2 separate regions of the Hordeum vulgare genome follow, and region 2 is linked to region 1. A link is a contact called in public Hi-C data. All regions are on one chromosome and are shown on one strand. The core of a region is the stretch at or near the end of the contact, and the rest is flanking DNA. Distances in the headings are between cores, read along the strand shown.

What was found. Hi-C and Micro-C count contacts between places; a contact is called where the count stands out from the background.
Region 2: a Hi-C map of leaf shows a contact between it and region 1, with 2.7 times the contacts expected there. The contact joins two enhancer-like sites. A contact is called at or near these places in 3 of 6 Hi-C or Micro-C datasets (leaf and seedling).

Annotation. Positions count from the first base shown.
Region 1 is chr5H:459,860,784-459,863,501 of MorexV3_pseudomolecules_assembly, reverse strand. No RefSeq gene overlaps it. Among protein-coding and RNA genes, the nearest start is that of LOC123398658, 11 kb to the right of the region's middle. Within about 2 kb of position 1,386, at least 3 of the 3 cell types and tissues checked have open chromatin away from gene starts, as enhancers often do. A contact at or near this core is called in leaf, where this site is marked.
Region 2 is chr5H:460,113,849-460,116,765 of MorexV3_pseudomolecules_assembly, reverse strand. No RefSeq gene overlaps it. Among protein-coding and RNA genes, the nearest start is that of LOC123399456, 64 kb to the left of the region's middle. Within about 2 kb of position 1,460, at least 1 of the 3 cell types and tissues checked has open chromatin away from gene starts, as enhancers often do. A contact at or near this core is called in leaf, where this site is marked.

The DNA of each region.
Region 1 (2,718 bases), core at 137-2,636:
TCCTATCTCTTCACGCCGCGAAAAATACCCACCTCTCACCTTCGGCCCCTCAAATCCGTCGTGCGCGCCTCTGATCCGCGGCCTCGCCCCTCCAATTCACCGCCCGAGATGGCCAACTCCGATGGCCGTGGCAACGACGACCCCGAGAGGGCGCGTCACGTCAGATCCGACGCGGCGCGGAAGCGCACCGCCCCGCGGTACATGCTCTGTGGCCGGTCACCGCTGTCGTCGCTCCTCCGCCACGAGACAGAGGAGTACGACCGTGCACACGGCCGCCTCTTCTTCGACAACGACAGTTCCTCGGAGGCATCGAGCTCGCGCTTGCGCTCCTCCCTTCCCCCGTGAAGAGGAAACTAGATGAGCTCCCTTCGGTGAAGATGGAGCCGGAGGTCGAGGTGGGGCCGGAGCGATGTGCTAGGGGCGTTGTCAGACCGGAGGACTTCCTCCCCCTGACGGAGACGGACACCCTTTTGCCCTTGTTGATAGCGTGCAGTGCGCGGGAGGCGAAAGAGGACCGACAACGTCGCCGGAGGAACGAGGAGATCGACACCGTGCTCTACGAGCAGGGTGTCGCATCGGCCCTCGCCTTCGGCGACAAGGTGGAGAAGTGGTGCCGCGAGGCCACTGAGCAGGAGCGCATCTACGTCGACCTCTGCTCCTCCTTGAACGACGACTGAGTGCTGCCGTTGGACAACTACCACACGAGCTTCGATGAGCGCAATTCTGCGTAGTGCGGTAGGGTAGTTACCTCCGATGAGCTCCGGTAGGGCCAGCTTAGCTCGACCCCCTTCTAGTACGTAGTTGCGTAGAATAGAATGTAGTATGTATGATCATGTAGTATGTGATGAACTATGAATGATCAGTGTCGATGCAATTTCTTTCATAAAAGTTTTTTTTCAAATCATACAGTTGCATATTCTACTGCCCATGATTTCGCTCCGCTCGTGACACTGTAAACGATTGATGCGGGTCGAAAAAATACGGGTCCGTTAAAGAATCTCTCAGCACAGTGCCGGTTTCCAACCCTTCCGCGTCCGCGTCCTCCCACGACGACGACTCACCGGCTGCTAGCAGCACAGTGGCACACCTGTAGAAGCAGCAGTACCAGGTGTACCCCCTTGGGTCCCTTCCCCCAGCGCCCGAACGCCACGCACGTACTCTCGTACCTGCCATCGCCATGTCCTCCCGGCCGGACTCGACGCCATGACACCAACCCCGCCAGTTCGGACGCACGCGTCGACGTCGCCGCTGTGGAGCAGCGAGTTGGCGTCCAGCCACCCCCCACCCTCCCTCCCTGTCACGACAAGCCGTTGGAGTCCAGCTCACGCGTGACGGTGCCCGGCACACACGTCGGACGCGCGGGAGATACACAGGTGGTTCGGCTTCCGCTTTCAGCCACGTTCCCGTCCCTGCGCACGCCGCGCTGGCCTGCCCGGCAGGGTCGTACGAGTACGAGCGGCATGATGATGGCGCCGCGCGCGCAGCCTACACAGCTACCGGAGTTGGCTGCCGCTGCCGGACCCTTGTCGATCCCGCGTTGTGCCAAGGGCGCGCGGCGCTGGCCGTGGGCGCGCGCGCGCGCGGACCGACACGTCGGGCGGGACGATATTTCGTGCTGCGCGGCGTAGTGTGGCGGGGAATCTGAGAGTTCGTTGGGGGGGTCGAGAGGAACAGAGAGCGGTGGCGCAGGCAGGACAGACCGACAGAGAGTGGGGATGAGGTTGGCCTGGCCGGCGGCCGCACCAACAAGTTTCCGAGCGCTTCTTCGAAAACTTCTCAACTATCGTTCTTACGTGTCAGTCACTCAACGCGTTCTCAATCATGTTCTAAATGTTTTCTTAAAAAATAATTTTTTTATTTTTTTATATGCATTATTTATGTTTTTATGAGTTTTGGGGGTTTTTTCGGTGTTTGGGTTTTTAGCCGGTATTTTTTAGCTTTTAGAGAAAAATAAAAAATGCGTGAAAAAACATTATTTTTGTTTTTTTTTTCCTGAGAGGCACGTTTCTTTTTCACGAGAGGCATGGTTTTTCGTTTTCAAAAAAATAATGTGTTTTTATATTTATTTTTTCTATCACGAGAGTCATGGTTTTATTTTCGCGACACGCAAGGTCTTGCTTACTGAAAAAGAAAAAAAATGTTTTCTATTATTTTTTCTATCGCGAGAGGCACAATTTCGCTTTCGTGAAAGGCACGGTCGTGCCTCTCAGAAATAAAAAAATATATTTTTTTGCGAGAGCCACGATTTTGCATGTGCGAAAGACACGGTTTTATCATCACAAGAGGCCTCTTGGAAACGGAAGAAACGTGTTCTTTGTTTTCTTTTCTATCACGAGATGCACAGTTTATTGGTCTGGTTTTTTATGGAAAAAAATTGTTTAAGAAATAACATGAAATCTAGCTTTAAAGATATCGACACGAGGAACTCAACGATGAAAACGGTTTAAAATTTAAACACACAGTTTAAGAGATAAAACGTTTTGAATATACGATTCTACGAAAGAAGGAAACACTCCCGATTGCGACAAATGATATACACGCAATGCACCCTTTGTCGCAACCTGAAAAAATAAAAGTGGTCTTTAAGGAAAAAATACTCTTCAATTAATAATTTCGTAGCATGACGGGTGTGCGGTGCTCCTAATTCATCTTCGGCCCCCGTGGCATTGTGTTGCAGCCCATTGGCTAGCTGAATGCTCGGACGCAGATACTGGGCCG
Region 2 (2,917 bases), core at 211-2,710, 250 kb before region 1:
ACAGCGATGCTTGGGCTATACGGACGAGACACACACACAAGGGTCGATCCTCGCGCGTGCGGCATCCTCGTCGGACGGATCCCCTCGGATGGCGACTCCGAGTCGTCATCGCGAGCGGCAGCTCCAACCAAGAGCGACGCGATGCCTCCTACGTGGTGCGGAACGCGAGCTAAAATCTTTGGACCCCGTAAGCAGAAAAGAGGATAAGAAGATTTGTCCTGCGATCCCCACGTTTCATCCTGCTAATCGAGCGAACACACACAGCGCACCGAGGAGACGAAAATGACTGTGATCACCGGAGCACGGCGCGCGTCGTTCTCGTCCGGGAGCCGGAGCTAGCTGCTAGCCACGGCATCCAGGCCAGGACGTAGCGGCACGGCCCCGTGCGGCCCCAAACCCGCTCACGCCTCTCCGCGCCACCACACAGGGACAGATGCTCCTTCACAAATCTCGGGATTTTTGTTGCCCGCCATTGTGGCGCGCCTATCTCTTCCTTCTTTTGGGAGTTCTGGGGAGCCCGGACACCGCCGTATTTGGCATGCGAAAACGAATTTTTGTCAAAAAAAAAAATCATTAGCCGAATGTTATTGTTAAAAAAAACCATGTGGTATGAAATGCGAGAAGAGACCTTCATTTTTCGTGGCGGCAGGCGCGCCGGGTGACGCGTGACACCTGCCGCCACGGGCCGAGGCGGCTAGGCCCCGCTGCCACCCGGCGAGGCGCCCGGCCGGGCAGGTGGCATCTGCCGCCAGCGCTTGAGGCGACCGGCCAGATGATGTGCATGGCGTACAATTTGAGCATGCATGGCCGTGATGGGCAGCCAGCGATTGAGGCATGCATGTACGCGAGCATGGGCAGCCTGCCGCCTCGAGTGCTGGCGGCAGGTGCCACCTGCCCGGCCGGGTGACGGCGGGGCCCAGCCGTCTCGGCCCGTGACGGCAGGTGCCACGCGTCACCTCGCGTGTCTGCCGTCACGAAAAATGGGGGTCTCTTCTCGTATTTCGTATCGCGTGTGGTCTTTTTTAACAGTAATATTCGGCTAGTGGTCTTTTTAAATTAAAATTCTGCGAAAACCAGTTCAAATATCCGTGTTTTCATCCAGATAATGATAAAATGTCAGGTTTTATCCGTCCATCATATAACTGCAGCCGTTCGACCGATGCGGGGAGGTTATGTATGTGTGGCTGCGAGTGCGGCGTGGACTCCCTGTTTCGGCGGCGAGCTCGACCGCCGGCGACCTGTGCGGGCGCGCGTTGAAATTCCGGAGGAGATTCGGATCGAAGATGGCGTGTACACACTGGAAGCCGGAGTTGCACGCATCTGCTCTCGGCGTTGCGAAATGGTGGCCGGATGGAGGAGATATGGATTTGGTCGTGCCGCCGACTCCACACGACCACCGAGGCACTGACCACAGGTAGTGCGTCGCCGTGTGCCAACTCCAGCCACTCGCGAGTATGCAGTACAGCATAGGATCGACAACTAGGGTATGCAGGATAGCATGGGATAGAAACAGTGACATGGATAACCCATTACGGTGTGTGGTTTATAAAACATCATACTACCTTCGTTTTTAAATATAAGCTTTTCAGATACTTCCTCCGTCCGGAAATACTTGTTCTAGAAATAGATGTATCTAGATTTATTTTAGTTATAGATACATCCATTTTGTACATTTCTAGGACAAGTATTTTCGGACGGAGGGAGTATTTAATAAAAAGACTACATACAAATATATATAGACATATTTTAGAGTGTAGATTTTTTTATACAATCCTCTAATAAGTCTCTATAAAGACTTATATTTGAAAAACAGAGGGAGCAAAAGGTGACGCGCCCACATGTGACATGCGTCAACATGGTTCATACATTTTCATAATCATCAATCTTGCTATATCAAACATATGATATTAACGAAAACTTTTTAATTTTTAAACTTAAATAAGTTTTATCTTTTAAATAAAAAATCCAATTAAAAATTGTTTTTCATCGTTAAATCTGTCTCGACGCAATCTTTAAAACTAGGTCCCATATTAATATGTTTCGACGATCTTTTTTAGGTTAAAAGTTGCCGTGATGTTTACACTAAAATTGTCATAGCGTTTACAATAAAGTTAGCACTGCATGTTTCATCTAGCTTTTTGTTCTAGATTCAAATCTACAATTGTATTTCAACTACTTTTCATGATATTTTTTATTAATTGATCATGAAAAAATTTAGTAATGAACCACGATAAATTTAATTCATGAATAGTGACAATTTTTAGTAATTCATCATGACAAATCGAGTTTATAGATCATCACAATTTTAGTATTTTGACCATCGTAATTCTAGTATTTTGAACATGAAACATATTTTTTTGTATGAACCATGACAAATTTTAGTGCATGTATCATGAAAAATTTAAGTAATTCATCATGTCAATTTTAGTTTATGGTTGATGGCAAATTTAAGCAATTGACCATGCATTTTTAAAGTAATTGACATTATATTATTATTTTTACTTATGAACCATGTTAAAATTATTTCATGGATCATGGCAAATTTTAGTAATTCATCGTGACAATTTTAATTTCTTAATTTTTTATAGCATGTCAAAATTACTTTAAACACAGAAAAAAGTAGTTGAAATACATCATAGCAACTTTAGTTTAGTTACCGTGGCAATTTATGTGCAATAGACATGGCAACTTTTAACAAAAAGAGTCATGAAAACATATCGATATGAGATGTAGTTTCAAAAATCTGGTCGCAACAGATTTAATGGTGAAAATGTTTTTTCAATCAGAATTTTTACTTAAGAGATAAAACAATTTGAAAACTGAAAAAAACGAAAAATTCATGGCATCATCAGTTTTGTCACTTGTAAATGCATGCGGTGACATGACCCAATATGTAGTCACGAGGCGTGTGGTCGCG